Linked DNA regions of Pan troglodytes: region 2 is linked to region 1. Evidence: chromatin contacts called from public Hi-C data. All regions are on one chromosome and are shown on one strand. Each heading gives the region's core, a stretch centred on a gene start, on an enhancer-like site or on the middle of the called end of the contact. The rest is flanking DNA. Distances are from core to core; before and after follow the strand shown.

Evidence for each region. A called contact is a pair of places that touch in the nucleus more often than the background predicts.
Region 2: a Hi-C map of stem cell-derived neural progenitor cells shows a contact between it and region 1, with 4 times the contacts expected there. The contact joins two enhancer-like sites. A contact is called at or near these places in 4 of 7 Hi-C or Micro-C datasets (blood, induced pluripotent stem cells and stem cell-derived neural progenitor cells), 1 of 1 datasets of contacts at active chromatin or transcription factors (stem cell-derived excitatory neurons) and 1 of 1 other capture datasets (stem cell-derived neural stem cells).

What each region holds. Positions count from the first base shown.
Region 1 is chr3:53,626,835-53,633,940 of NHGRI_mPanTro3-v2.0_pri, forward strand. All of the region lies in intron 4 of SHROOM3 (shroom family member 3), which reads right to left. Among named protein-coding and RNA genes, the nearest start is that of CCDC158, 75 kb to the right of the region's middle. Within about 2 kb of position 3,132, at least 4 of the 24 cell types and tissues checked have an H3K27ac peak or open chromatin away from gene starts, as enhancers often do. A contact at or near this core is called in stem cell-derived neural progenitor cells and stem cell-derived neural stem cells, where this site is marked.
Region 2 is chr3:53,676,737-53,683,842 of NHGRI_mPanTro3-v2.0_pri, forward strand. The region is part of intron 4 of SHROOM3 (shroom family member 3); the gene reads right to left. Among named protein-coding and RNA genes, the nearest start is that of CCDC158, 25 kb to the right of the region's middle. Within about 2 kb of position 4,480, at least 3 of the 24 cell types and tissues checked have an H3K27ac peak or open chromatin away from gene starts, as enhancers often do. A contact at or near this core is called in stem cell-derived neural progenitor cells and stem cell-derived neural stem cells, where this site is marked.

The sequences.
Region 1 (7,106 bases), core at 1,882-4,381:
AGGGTCCCATGTGCAGGCTCTCCTATGCCCATGAAGTTGGGGTATACCACCCTGCTGGCATGCAGATGTGTTTGTCAACCCAGAAGCTCTCTGAATCCCATAGTTTAGGAATTTTTATGGAGGCTTTATCATGTAGACATGATCAGTGATTAACTTTATTTCTAGCCCCTTTCCCTTCTCTGGAGAATTGTGGCAAGTTGGTGGGTTAGGGCTGAAAGACCCCAGCTTATAATTATGGCTTAGTCTTTATGGTGACCAGCTCCCATCCAGGAGTCCACCAAGAGCTACCTTATTAAACGATGCTCCTGCCGCCCAGGAAATTCCTAAGAACTTTAAAAGCTCTAAAATTCCTAAGGACTTTAAAAGTCAGGAACCAGAGTAAAAGTTCGAATATTAGAACAAAAGGTTCTCCTAGCATCCTTATTGCTTAGGAAATTACAAGGGTTTTAAGATCTCTGTATCAGGGACTGTGGGCCGAGAGCAATATGTGTATTTCTTATTATTTTTACAAATAGTAACATAAAGAAACAAAATGTATAGAGTATATTAAAATTAAAAACATCTCTTCATCAAAAGATATATGCTTAAGAGAACGAAAAGGCAAGCCTCAGAGTGAAGATATTTGTAATACATATCTCTGCCAGAGGACTTTACTCATAATCTATAAATAACTTCATAATCCAAAAGAAAAGACAATCTAATTTAAAAATGGGCAAAAAGGCCATGCACAGTGGCTCACACCTATAATCTCAGCACTTTGGGAGGCTGAGGCAGGATGATTTCTTGAGGGCCAGGAGCTCAAGATTAGCCTGAGCAAATAGCAAGACTCACCACCCCCCATCTCTACAAAATAATTTTAAAAATTAGCCAAGTGTGGTGGTGTGCGCTTGTAGTCCCAACTACTATGGAGGCTGAGGTGGGAGGATCTCTTGAGCCAAGGAGTTTGAAGTTACAGTGAGCTGGGATCACTCCACTGCATTCCAGCCTGGGCAATAGAGAGACACTGTCTCAAAAACAAAAAAAGAGAGAGAGGGAGAAGAAAGAGAAAAAAAAGAAAAGAAAAAGGGTAAAAGATTTAGATACTTTACCAAAGATATTCAAATGGCCAATGAACGCATGAAAAGGTATCCAACTTCCGTAGTTCTCAGAGAAATGAAAACTGAAATCACAAATGAGATACTACTGTATACCCACTAGAATGGCTAAAATGAAAAGGACAGAAAATACCAAGAGTTGGCAAAAGGGGGAAGCAACTAAAACTTTCCTACACTGCTAGTAGGAAAAAAAATGGTATAACCACTTTGGGAAACTATTTGGTAGTATCCACTAAAGCTGAACAGGAGATTATCCTATAACCCCCAAATTCCGATCTTCACTGAGACAGGGACAGGGTTAAAGGAACCAACATGAGATGGTGAAGTGTTCTGAGGCTAGCATTAGCTGTCCTGGGACAAGGAGACAGAAGAGTTTTTCAACACAGGGAGACCTGTAGCTGCAGGAGCGGCTGGCCAACAGGAGCTGTGTCCTCTAACAAAGGGATACAGCCCTGGCAAACCTGAGGCCCCATCTCCCATTTCCCTCCATTATTATGACGGGAAACCAGGGCCAAGGGAGCATGCTGACAGAGCCCACACAGCTCAGCTCCCTGGGTCCCCGAGCAGCAGGGAGAAGAGGAGGGTATAGATCTGGAGCGGCTAGCAGAAAAAGTCAAGCTCACTGTCTAATGTCCGAACTGGAGCATGGACTCTGAAGTCAGATGACCTGAATTCAAGTTTGGTACTGCTTACCAGCTGTGAGGCCTTTAGGCAACACATTTAACCTGCCCATGCCTGTCTCCTCTTTGGCAAAATGGAGATAATAATCTACCTCACAGAGTTGCACAACGAGCAAAAGAGTGAATACATGAGTGAATTCCGTAAGTGGTAGCTATCATTTTTATTTTAAGCTTTGCCCTTCACATATTCTATGCTTATTTAAACAGAGGAGTTGGTTAAATCTAAATATACTTTGTATTTGTAATTATGGGGCCCCCTTCAATAAGAATGTCCCTCAATCTGTTTTTCTAGACCCTTCTAAAAACCTCTCGAATGTTACTTTCTCTGTGAAGACTTCCCTGAGCTCCTTGTCCAGGAAGAACCTCTTCTGTGCACCCAGAGACCCATGTCCCCTCCTCCCCAGTGGCCCGTCCCACAGCCCTCACTGAAAGGCAGCCAAGCGTGCATGTCTACTCTCATTTCCTTAAAAGCAGAACCCAGACCTTGTTCTTATTTTTGAACTAACTCTAGTATATAGCACAATATTTTATATAAAAATGTTTGTTTCCCTGAATTATATTGGAATTTCAGTATATTGAAATTTACTTCAAACAAGTTTGCCATTGGTTGACATTTTAAAATCCTATTGTTATACTAAGTATTTGCTGAGATGGTTTTTACTCTGTATTGTCACTGGCAACAAAAGCGAGCTAATCATAACTACTATTTATTAACTATCTACTTTGTGCCAGGGCTTTATATTTTATGTCATGTGATTCTTACAACCAGCCCATGAAGTAGGGACAGATGAGAGAAGGCTCAAAGAGATAATATAATTTGCCCAACGGCCACAGCAGCTAGGAAGTGGCAGAGCTATGATTCCCACACAGACTTCCACAAGGCCTGTGGTATTTCTGTGATGCCACGTTGCTTCCCATAATTAGTATATACTCAAGAAGTGTGAACAAGTACCTCCGAGCTTTAGTTACTTTCTTCATTTATACAATGAGGGAGAATTGGATGCTCTCTTAGATGGCTTTCAGCTCTAGAATATATGATTTTAAAGCAGCATCTCTGTCTGTTCCTATCATGTGCCTGTGCTGATTACTGCTGGAGACACTTCTTTTCTCATAAAATTGGTTAGAAAAATACAGCTGTTCTCAGTTTCCATCGCACAAATCCAAGAGGCAGGACTGGTGAAACTGCCTTCTATAGGACTCCAATTTCCCCTTCTTTAATTTCATGGGTTACAGTGAAGTCAACAAGAGTGTAATTTGTGTTTGCATAAAACCAGAACACAAAGGAAAAGAGCCAGACATTATTGAACATTCAGGAAAGAAAGAGTCCCACACCAAAAGGGCAAAGTTCAGTACTGTTAGCTACTCTCGTTATTCAGCAAATATGCCGCTCATCTGCTTGTAATAGCACAGTGCCAGCTCTCTCTAGCCTTTCCATTGCCTTTGGGAGATAAGAAGGAATTCAGTTTCTATTTTGTCAAAATGGAATATACTTGATGATTAAGGGGATATTAATTAAGGTAGCATTAATGAAACCATGCCACTTCTAAACTCTGTTTGTGATTCACAAAGAAAGAAAAAGTCAACCAGTCCTCCTTATACACTGCCTCAAAGAGGACGAGCTCTCTCCTCCTCCTATCATCATCCATTTATTTTGTCTGTCTGTTAATCTAACCATCCATCCATCCATCCATCCATTTAATCTATTCTCTCTCTCTTTCTTTCTCCCTCCCTCTCTCTGTTAATCTATCTTCCTTGAACTATCTATCCATCTGAGCCTCAGTCCAGTTCTAGGAAAGTACGCATACATCATGACAATTGCAATTAAGACAAAGCAGTCACCCCATCTGTGTGAACTCCCTGGGAACTGAAAGTGCAAACTCTTAATCTATAAACATGAAATAAAAACCTGCCCAAAGCAACAGCCTATCTCTGATCATATAGAATTAGATTTTTCTGTCTCACAATCCAGGGAAATACAACTTTGTATGACTAGAGGCAAGAGAACAAACTATAATTGACACAGAAGGAGAGAGCTGAGGACTTCAAATTGCATTGCTGCCCTGCTAAAACCATCCAGGGGTTTCCCATCATACTCAAAGGAAAAGCCGAAGTCCTCACATTGACCAGGGGCTCAATACACTTTGGGTGCTCTGCTCCAGCCATGCACGACCTCTTTCCTGATTTTTATTTTATTTTATCTTTTTATTATTTTATTTATGTATTTATTTTTGAGACGGAGTCTTGCTCTGTTGCCCACGCTAGAGTGCAGTGGCGCAATCTCGGCTCACTGCAACCTCCATCTCCCAGGTTCAAGCGATTCTCCTGCCTCAGCTTCCCAAGTAGCTGGGATTAAAGGTGCCTGCCACCACGCCCAGATAATTTTTGTATTTTTAGTAGAGACAGGGTTTCACCATGTTGGCCAGGCTGGTCTCGAATTCCTGACCTCAGGTGATCTGCCCACCTCAGCCTCCCAAAGTGCTGGGATTACAGGCATGAGCCACTGCACCCAGCCCTCTTTTCTGATTTTAAAAAACATGTCAGGCATGCCTTGCTGTAGGACCTGTGGATTAGCAGTACCTCTGCCTTGGATATTCTTTCCCCAAACATTGCACAGTCTCTATGTCATGTTCCTCTGTTTTTATTTTTCTATTTTATTGATTTCCACTCTGATCTTTATTATTACTTTTTTCTTGTTTACTTGAGAGAGCAAATTATTGTTTTAAGCCACTAAATGTGGGAATTTTTTTTACTTAGAAAGAGATTACTGAAACACAAGGAAAAATAGTTTCTCTAGGAAAAAGCTACTTTAAGAAGTTCCAGATGAATGCTTTTAGTTAGCCCAGACATACTGTTGGGGTTAAGAGTTGTTAAGGTGTTTGGCTGATAGACTGTGAAATCAGAAATCATACAATGTCAAAGTGAGTAAGAAGTTATTTTGCTCAGAGAGCTGAAGTGACTTGTCCAAGATCACACAGCTAAATAGGAACATGCCTTAAAACAGAAATGGACTCTCAGTTCCATATACGTCTCTTATTTGTTCTACAAATATTTATTAAGCACATTCTTTATGTAAGGCACCATGCTAGCAGCTAGGGATAACACAGACAGCCTTATCCTTATAGAGGTTACATGCCATCAAGTCAGATAGACCTTAAGTAATGAAATAATCTTTTTGTTTGTTTAATTACAATTGTGATAAGAGTCACAAAGGGGAATAAGGTGCTTTGAGAGTATATAATACAGAAGTGGACTCTGAAATACTCTGGGGAGAAGAGAGACATTTAAGCCAAAAGGAAAGGATGAGTAAGAATTGACTGAATGAGGAAGGGAATAGGGAACAATCCAGGCAGAAGGAAAAGCATGACCCTGTCTACTACATCAAACTGCTTCTCTTACAATATCATGGCGCTCTTCATTCTTCAATGCCTGGGTCATTGAGATGATTAGGAGACAAGGACAGCAAGTCGAAATACATAGGAGGATAATGGAATGAGGTCCAATAAGGGTGGATCTCTCCTGACTGGGAGATTTACCAGGAGGGTCAATGAGTCCAAGAACACCTATGTCAGCATGAAAACAGAAAGATGGGAAATATGTAACCTGTTAACAAGTGGTTTGGTTTCCATACCACCACAAAAGGGTCTCCTTGGGAAATTCCATACCTCCAAGTCATTTGTCTTTGCCCACTGCCTTCATTAGGGACACCTGCTCCACGAAGGCCTGACACAGGAAGTGATGGCATCTCTGGGACTTGGGGCAGGTAACAGCTGCATGTGCAGTGTGAATTCCTTGGGCCACTACTGGGGCTCAGTGCTGGCAGTGTCCAAGAGGATGGACCATCCAGCTCCCTAACACTGCAGTGCCCTGCCCTCCTCACCCCAGAAGCACACCCTCCAATTCACTCACACACCTGTGCTGTGGCATATCCTAGTCATGTCATTAGGCAGAAATGCTTAAACCTTCAAACCTTAAGTTCTCCTGTTCCAAACTCTCAACACACTAGCCTAACCTCCTAATCTTGACACGTGTTACCTGTTTTGGTCATCACACATATCCTTCCCTTGTATGAACAGCTTTGGTCCACTGACACCTCCATTTTCTCTCAAACTAGTCATTCCTTCCTATCTTCAAGTCCTTTCTTGTCGTGCCTGGTTCCTTGACTTCCTATGGCATCCACCTGCCAGAACTACAACCTTGTGTCATCTATGTCTGTGTTTTTATACCCCAGGCTGCTGAGTGCTGAAGAAAATGATACCACAATACAGACTGGTGCCATACACATATGGTAGTCTCTCACCTAAGTTGATATCAGACACTGCTCCCATTCTCCACGTTGCTCACATGCCTCACATCAGACCTTCACCAATGTTCCCAACCACTTCGTCTATTCCCTCTCCCCACATCAGGAAAAATGAGCCCTCAACACCAGAAGAGCTCAACTTCTGCTTCTCTGCTATCAGGGGTTTCCTAGGAGCAGAGTCAGAGACAGGGATTCATTACAAGCAATGTACTGAGGGATGTTCTTGGGAGAATCCTATAGGGCAATGAAGGAAGCAGAAAGGCATGGAAGTGAAAATGTGGTTCCAGCTGAAGTCTGTTCTCAGCCTGATCGCATCAGATCTCTGGAGCAGGAAGGGCACACAGAGTTGTCTGCTTTGATGCAAGAAGGCCAGATTTTTGTACTTTCTTATTGATCAGTCATTGGTTCTAGGCCATCCCTGGGGGGAAGGTACGTAACCTCATTTTTTTGCTCCTTTCAGCAGAACACAATTTTCCACAAGAGAGTGCAGCTGTGAGCCTCAGCAGCCAATACAACAGCTTACAGCTGGGGATACCCATCCAGTTAAGGGGACCTGGGCATGGCACCAATAGCAGCTTTTACAGTGTCCACGCTTACAATCTCCTGCGTCTACAGGCATCTCTCTTTGCGGAAGTCCTCAGTGTACTGCGCGCCTCCAGCAGGCTCCTAACCCAGTGTGATCTATCACCACACCTCTTGTTACACCGCGTTTTAACCATCTGCTTAATTTTGTAAGCTCCCAGATGGTGGGGCCATCATTTTCTTTTTAGTTGCCTTGGTGCCTAAATAGAAAAAAGCTGTTCTGAATAAATGTTCTGCATTCACTCGTGGTTCTGAGGTAGTTAAGAGTTTGTTTGTTTGTTTTTTAACAGAACAGGCCTTTGAATTATGTTGCATAGATGACAAACTTAGGCAGCCCCTTTAGAACCAACCTTGACAAACAACCTCTATTTGCCAAATTCTGTATCTTGCACATTGGACATCAAAGGCTACAACACAAGGACCACAGCAAGCACCACACAGAGGGTACCA
Region 2 (7,106 bases), core at 3,230-5,729, 51 kb after region 1:
AGAGTTCAAGGCTGCAGTGTATCATTATTGTGCCTGGGAATAACCTCTGTACTCTAGCCTGGGCAACATAGTGAGACTCTGTTTCTAAAAAAAACCTTTAAAAATTCTTCTTTCATCCTATACTAAATTATTATATATCTAATGGGTCCATTTCTAAACTTTCAATTTTGTTTTGTGCTTCCAATGGCCAATTTCTTCCTGTCTCTCACTTTATTTAAGGTATCAGATTTTATTTAAGGTATAACTTACGTGCAGTAAAATGTGCAGATCTTAAGGAAACAGTTCAATGAGTTTTTGACAAATGCATATATCCACATAGCACATATCACTATTAAGATATAGAACATTTCCATCATCCCAGAAATTTAAAACTTTCATGCATCAAAAGGGCACTAGCGCACATCATCCCTTGTGCCCTAGTCAGTCTCCAACCACAGAGGCAATGATTGGTCTGATTTCTTTCACTAATGACTGGTTTTAAAAATTTACATAAATGAAATAATTAAGAATATACGTTGTTGTACCTGCTTTCTTTGATTCTGCACAAATTTTTTGCAGTTTATTGAATGGTGTAAATCACATCTTTATGATTCTTTGAATAATTAGGACTCTGTGACATGCTTTAGAGCTTCATTTTGGTTATTTTCCTCTACTATATTAAATTTCAGTTAATTAAATCAATACTGGCTGAGTGCAGTGGCTCACATCTGTAATCCCAGCACTTTGGGAGGCTGAGGCAGGTGGATCACCTGAGGTCAGGAGTTCAAGACCAGTCTGGCCAACATGGCGAAGCCCCATCTTTACTAAAAATACAAAAATTAGCCAGGCATGGTGGCAGGTGCCTGTAATCCCAGCTACTCAGGAGGCTGAGGCAGGAGAATGGCGTGAACCCAGGGACAGAGGTTGCAGTGAGCCAAGATTGTGCCACTTCACTCCAGCCTGTGCAAAAGATCGAAACTCCATCTCAAAAAAAAAAAAAAAAAATCAATACTAAATGGTTAACATGGTGGGTAATAATTTACTTTGTGGTTTACTATAATTTCTGTCTTTTTTTGTTCTTCTAATTTTTGTTACCAGAATAGAAGTAGTGTTTTTCTTTATGATTCATTGATTTTTACTGTATTTACAGAGTTGGCAACTATCTACTTTCAGAACACCTAGTTTCAGAACATTTCCATTATCTCAAAAAGAAACCTTGTACCCATTTATAGTCACTCTCTATTCCTATCCATAGCCTTAGGCAATCTTTCATCTACTTTCTGTCCCTTTAGAATTGCCTTTTCTGGGTATCTCATATATGTGGAGTTAAATATGTTCCTTTGTGTCTGGTGTCTTTCACTGAGCATAATATTTTCAAAGTTCATACATGTTGTAACTCAGTTCCTTCTTATTGCCAAATAGTATTCCATTATATTGCTATACCACATTTTGTTTATTCAGTTGATGGGCATTTGGATTTTTTCTATTTATGAAAAATTGTGAACAATGAGGCTATGAACATTTGAGTATGAGTCTCTGTACAGATATATGTTTTTATTTCTGCTGGGTATATACTTCAGAGTAGAACTGTTGGGTGATATGGTAACTCTATGTTTAATATTTTAAGAAATGGCCATCTGTTTCTCCAAAGTGGCTGCACCATTTTACATTCCCACTTGCAATGTATGAAAAACTGTACTTTTAATCTCTCTGAAATGACAGCATAAATAGGACAAACCAAGCAATTTTGACCAAAAAGAAAGCATATTTTTCTCTGCTTGGGAGATGGAAGGAGAGGAGATGATTTTCTTCTGTGCTGCTTTTTGAATCTCTTATTTCCTGTTCCACAGCCTCCCTGGAGCTAGAGTAGGCATGAATGTGTTCAGCAATCAATGGAGTTAAAATGAACACTAAGTTGCCAAGGCCTCCCTCATTATGATGAAATACCCCTCCCTGTGCTCACACACACATACAAGCTTAATTTTTAAAACCACTTGTTAATTCTCAATACAAAGAGTAAAACACTTATCTTCCTCACCTTCTATTTTTTAATAGAGCATAAGTTTCTCTATTATTCACAGTTCAGACTGCTACAAAAATGCTTCAACTAAAAGAAGGAATAATGCCTTTCACATTATTATATTCAAATATGAATTTAGAAAAGAGAGGACTGGAAGCATATTTAGTTTCTCTTTAACTGCCAATTTCATATAACTGACAACATGAATTATATGACACAAAATCTATTCATTATTCTATCCATTCAAGATCAAGCTGAGGTTTAAAGCAGACTAATGGCTGTCACATGAAGCTACTGTTTGTCAGTCTTCAGTGAACTCAAGCAAAAAACAAGGAAATTGGAAATGGACAACATAGTGAGTCAAAGAATATTCACATTGTGGGGAAGCAGCCCCTGAAGAAAAGAAGCTTCTTGTGTGGAATTTGGCAGTGGTACAAGTTATTCAAGGAAATGCATGTTAGTGTTAAAAAGTTATTCTGTTATTTCAAGGGCAGGGTAGGTCGGAAACTATGTCATATTCTATTGCCTGCTTAGGTGCAAAACTTCACACCACTACCACATTATATTGTCAAATATTCTGGACTTAAAAAAAACAGTTATGTATCCACTTTTCTTTTTAGTCTATGTTGTAGTATAAATTGAGTAAGAAAAGAAGCAATATAAATAAAATTCTAGAAAAGAATTTCTCTCCTCAGAGATCCCCAAATGAATAATTTTCTCTATCCTGTTCAAGGGGGTCACATTTTCCTTAACCCTTAACCTATAGAACAAAAGAGAACATATAGAACAAGAGAGTGGATCCTACTCTCAGACGGGAGGGAGAAAATCTTGATTTCATTCAGAGATGCTTGATTCATTCAGAGAAATGAAGTGATGATAAAAGCATAATGAGACTTTTCAGTCAATTCTGTGGAGAAAAGAGAAGACACACCCATCCCATGAGAGGGTGAAGGCCAAAAGAGAGAACTACAAAATATCCTGTCTAGGGATGGATTTCCACTTTCCTTAGCACCCAAGAAAAGATTAGGTGTAAGATTCTATGGGATTCCTTCCGCTTGAATTCCATAGTACAGTGCAATGCTCCAAAGATCACAGATTTTGGAAACAGATAAATCTACATTAGTCTTTAGGGTCTGGCTATCCCTTAGTAAGCATTCTCTAAATGGTGGTCATCTTAGTTTGGATTTCCTCAGAAACAGACCCTGAGACAAAACTTCAAATGCAAGTAGTTTACCTGGGGGTAAAGAAAGCTGACAAGGAAGTGGGAACATGAGGTAGAAAAGGGAAGGCAGCTGACATAGATGTTTGATCAAGCCAGCTACAACTGTGGGCAACTGGAGTTGGATTCTGAAGAAATTCTAGGTGCTAGTGGAAAACATACACCTTAGAGTCATCCCATCTGAGAGATGAAAGAACTAAGCTGCTTACGTACCAACTCCAGTTGGTCATGGAGGGTTGCTCTTGGTGTCATTACTGTGGCAAAGGGCTTCCAAGCAAAGAATTGCAGATGCTGACAGCTGGAAGTCCAGCCAATGCACACAGAAATGAAGGTGAGGAAATGTGGACGGGTCAGTTGCAGTGGTATAAGAAGAAAAAAGGAGAACATGCTCCTTTAGGGTGCAGTGACCTCATCTTCTGTTGTTTCCCAGTGCTGTCAGATTTTAGGCACTCAATAAATGATGTGTTGACTAAATATGATAACTAATGAATGAAATGAGTTAGCTTTAAATCTTGGCTCCATCTTTTATGAAAAACCTCTTTCCTCATATATAAAAACAAATCTCATTCCACAAAATAATAAATAAAAGAATCTAACATAGTACCTGACCCACGGCAGAGACTGACACATATAAATAATGCTCTATAAATAATTTTATTTATTTAAATATAAATAATGTATTTTTTTCTTTTTTATACCATGGAATCCTCCTCTGTTTATTTTGCCTTCTCTGTTAAAGAAGCAAGGTGGCAGTAGTACTTTGCAGGGCCTGAGTTCAGAAATTTGCAATATGTGTTGGCCCACTGGAGGGGGTCTACACCAACTGTCCTTCTTAAAGGTCAAATTTATTGACTTACATATGCAGGGGAAACTGTGATAGTAACGCTTTCAAGGGAGCGCCAACAACTGATTTAATTGTAGACTTTGAGCCAAGAGCACCACCATGCAACTATGAATGTAGTCCTAAAGAATAACACTCATTCTCTTAACCTTCCTCCTGCTGCCTTACACTTAGATCAATGGCTGCCTTGTTTTTGCCCTGCTACTCACTAGCTGATACTCAAAAGTAAAAATATAAAAAATAAACAAAAGCAAAAGCAAAGCATGAGAGAAAAGAGTCTATTTTCTGCCTTCTCATTCTCAAAAGTTTGCACACTCTCCTATTCTTTTAATTGTCTATCTCAACGCCCAACATGTATATTTATTTCTGGAATGCAGCCAGATCCTGGGTCTGAATTCCAGAAGCTCATTTCCCAGTTTCCATGAGACAAGGCCTCAAAAATGTGAACCTCTCAGAGGACACATGCAAGATGATAAAAGCTTACATTGTACACACACAACTTCTTTCATTAAAAATTTTAACTTTTCAAAGGAAAAGAGAAAGGCAATTGATTCTAGAGTCCAATTTTTCTTCTTACCTTCTAGCAAATGTGTGGCTCAGGATACACTTTAATATACAAAGTGCTAAGCACTTTGACTAACCTGAAGAATGCTTATTTCCACTTAAATTGCCTGGGTTTTGACTTCAAATTCATGTCACAATGATTTTTAAATTTTGAGATCTTTAGAATACTAGGATCTGTCTGTACCAGGTTTCCAGGAACCAAGAATGAGTGAGAGATGAGGCCAATTGAGCCAAGACCCTAGCAGGTAGCAATGGCTTTGAGGGTAACAACTGTACGTGAAGTTCCCAGGATCGTGCCAAGAGAGTATACTATTAGGAAAGCCGGAGAGTAGGCCTTGCAGGGAAAGTGAATGCTAGTGACCATCATGAAACCAGAGCAGACAGATTGAGCGTGGACACAGCCAACTCAGCAGTAGATGAAGCTGGATGAGCACAGCAGATGTACTACATTTTGAACTAAGCAAGGGCTAGAAAGGGACAAACAAAATGAGATAAAGTTTGGTGTAATGAGCACTCCTTCATAAAAGACCATCAGTTGTGGTGCCCAGCTCATAACCGGGGCTCATCAGCATGTCGGGAGGCATGAACCTAATGTGCCCCAGCAGATCATTGTTCTATCAGTTTGCAACTTATGTCTGATTCCCTCTTTTAACTGGTTTCAGTCCCTGTTAGCTTTAAACCATCTAATGTTTGTCTAGTATTTCTCCTTGAGTACCAGGCCTTGGGGGTTTTTTCATGGCCTATCCATGTGATGGGATATACCCCATCCAAACAATCAGAGTGGTCAGAGTCTAGCAGAAGTAAAAAGCAGCAGGAAGCAGCACCTGGGAAGATGCAGAGAGCCCAGTTGAACTCCCATTGTTAATAGAAGTAGATGTGCAACCCCCCTGCCATTTCACCGAGCAGGGCACCTTAAGGATGCCACCAAGTTGACTGACTGTTGCACACAGTTCATGCATTCCACTTTTTTTTTTTTTTTTTTACCAGTTTATCAAGATATGGGGTAACATAGATGGAAGGGTTCTTTGGGATCACAAAGTGACAATGCAGTTTTTACTTTGAAAGAAATTTTTCAGGCTGAAAGTTAAAAAGGTCTTAGATGTGTACCTTAGTAGTTTTATGACCTTCAGCAAGAGTCCAGTCTCTCCATCTATAGGACTTCCCAGAGTTTTGTAATGCTTACATGAGCTAGCATGCCTGTTACAGAGCAGGACCTCAGTCAAGTTACTTACAGCACGGTGATAAAAGCAACCCAGGAAGTCTTGTCAATTGAGAGTGAAAAATAACCCAAGAGATCAAGAGTTATGGGGTGGAGGGGGAAAACTCTCCCAACAGCAAAGAGAGTATTTACTGTTTCTTTGTGCATCATTCCCTAAGTTACTATGATGTTGACAGTTGTCTTTTGGTTAACAGTTGTCTTTTGGAAAGCCCTGTCCTGTTGTAGACCCAGGAAGTGCCTTAGAAATGTACATGAGAGGGAGGAAGAAGGTGGCTTTAAGAGCCAGTACGAAAAACCTCCCAGGGTTTAAGTACCTGCCATGGGTCTGTCCATTTCACCATGAATAGAGAAAGACTCTTGGTGCGATCTACCCTCACACCCTGCATTTAGATCCAGTCCAAGGTCCTTCCCACAGCCTGCAAGGCCTTATGTGATCTGACCTCAGCCTACCTTTCCATTTCTCATACTACTCTCTCGTTTACTGTACTCCAATAACACTGACTTTCTTTTTGTTTCTAGAACTTTCTAAGACTCTCCTACCTCAGCCCAACTTATAAACCTCTTTGCATGTCTGGCTTCTCATTTCTTATTAGGTCTTGGCTGAAATGTCATCTCCTCAGAAAACCCTTCTCTAATCACCATGTGGCATACCTCTACCTCACAGACACTATCACTCTGGAACATATCGTATTGGGGTTTTTTTTTTAATAATACTTACCACACCCTGCAATTAGCATATACAAACATGTTTATTGCCAGTCCCCTTCTGTTGGAATATAAGCTCTATGATGGCAGGGAATAATCTGTTCAGTGTTTCAGTGTGAGGTAGCAACTGCTGGCCATGATACAGAAAATCAGCCAAGTATCATCTTTGGCATATGAGTTGCCTACCTATGCTGGATACCTACAAAGCACTATTGCATAGCTTATACTATGTTGGATACTTATAACAACTTCATTAGGTAAGAATGTTCCTTTTTTTTTTTTTTTTTTGAGACAATGTCTGGCTCTGTCACCTGGCTACAGTGCAGTAGCACAATCTTGGCTCACTGTAATCTCCACCTCCTGGGCTCAAGCGATCCTCCCACCTCAGCCTCCTGAGTAGCTGGGACCACAGGCATGCACCACCATGCCTGGCAAATTTTTGTATTTTTTGTAGAGACAGGGTTTTGGCATGTTGCCCAAGCTGGTTTTGAACTCCTGGACTCAAATGATCCACCTGACTCATCCTCCCAAAGTGCTAGGATTACAGGTGTGAGCCACC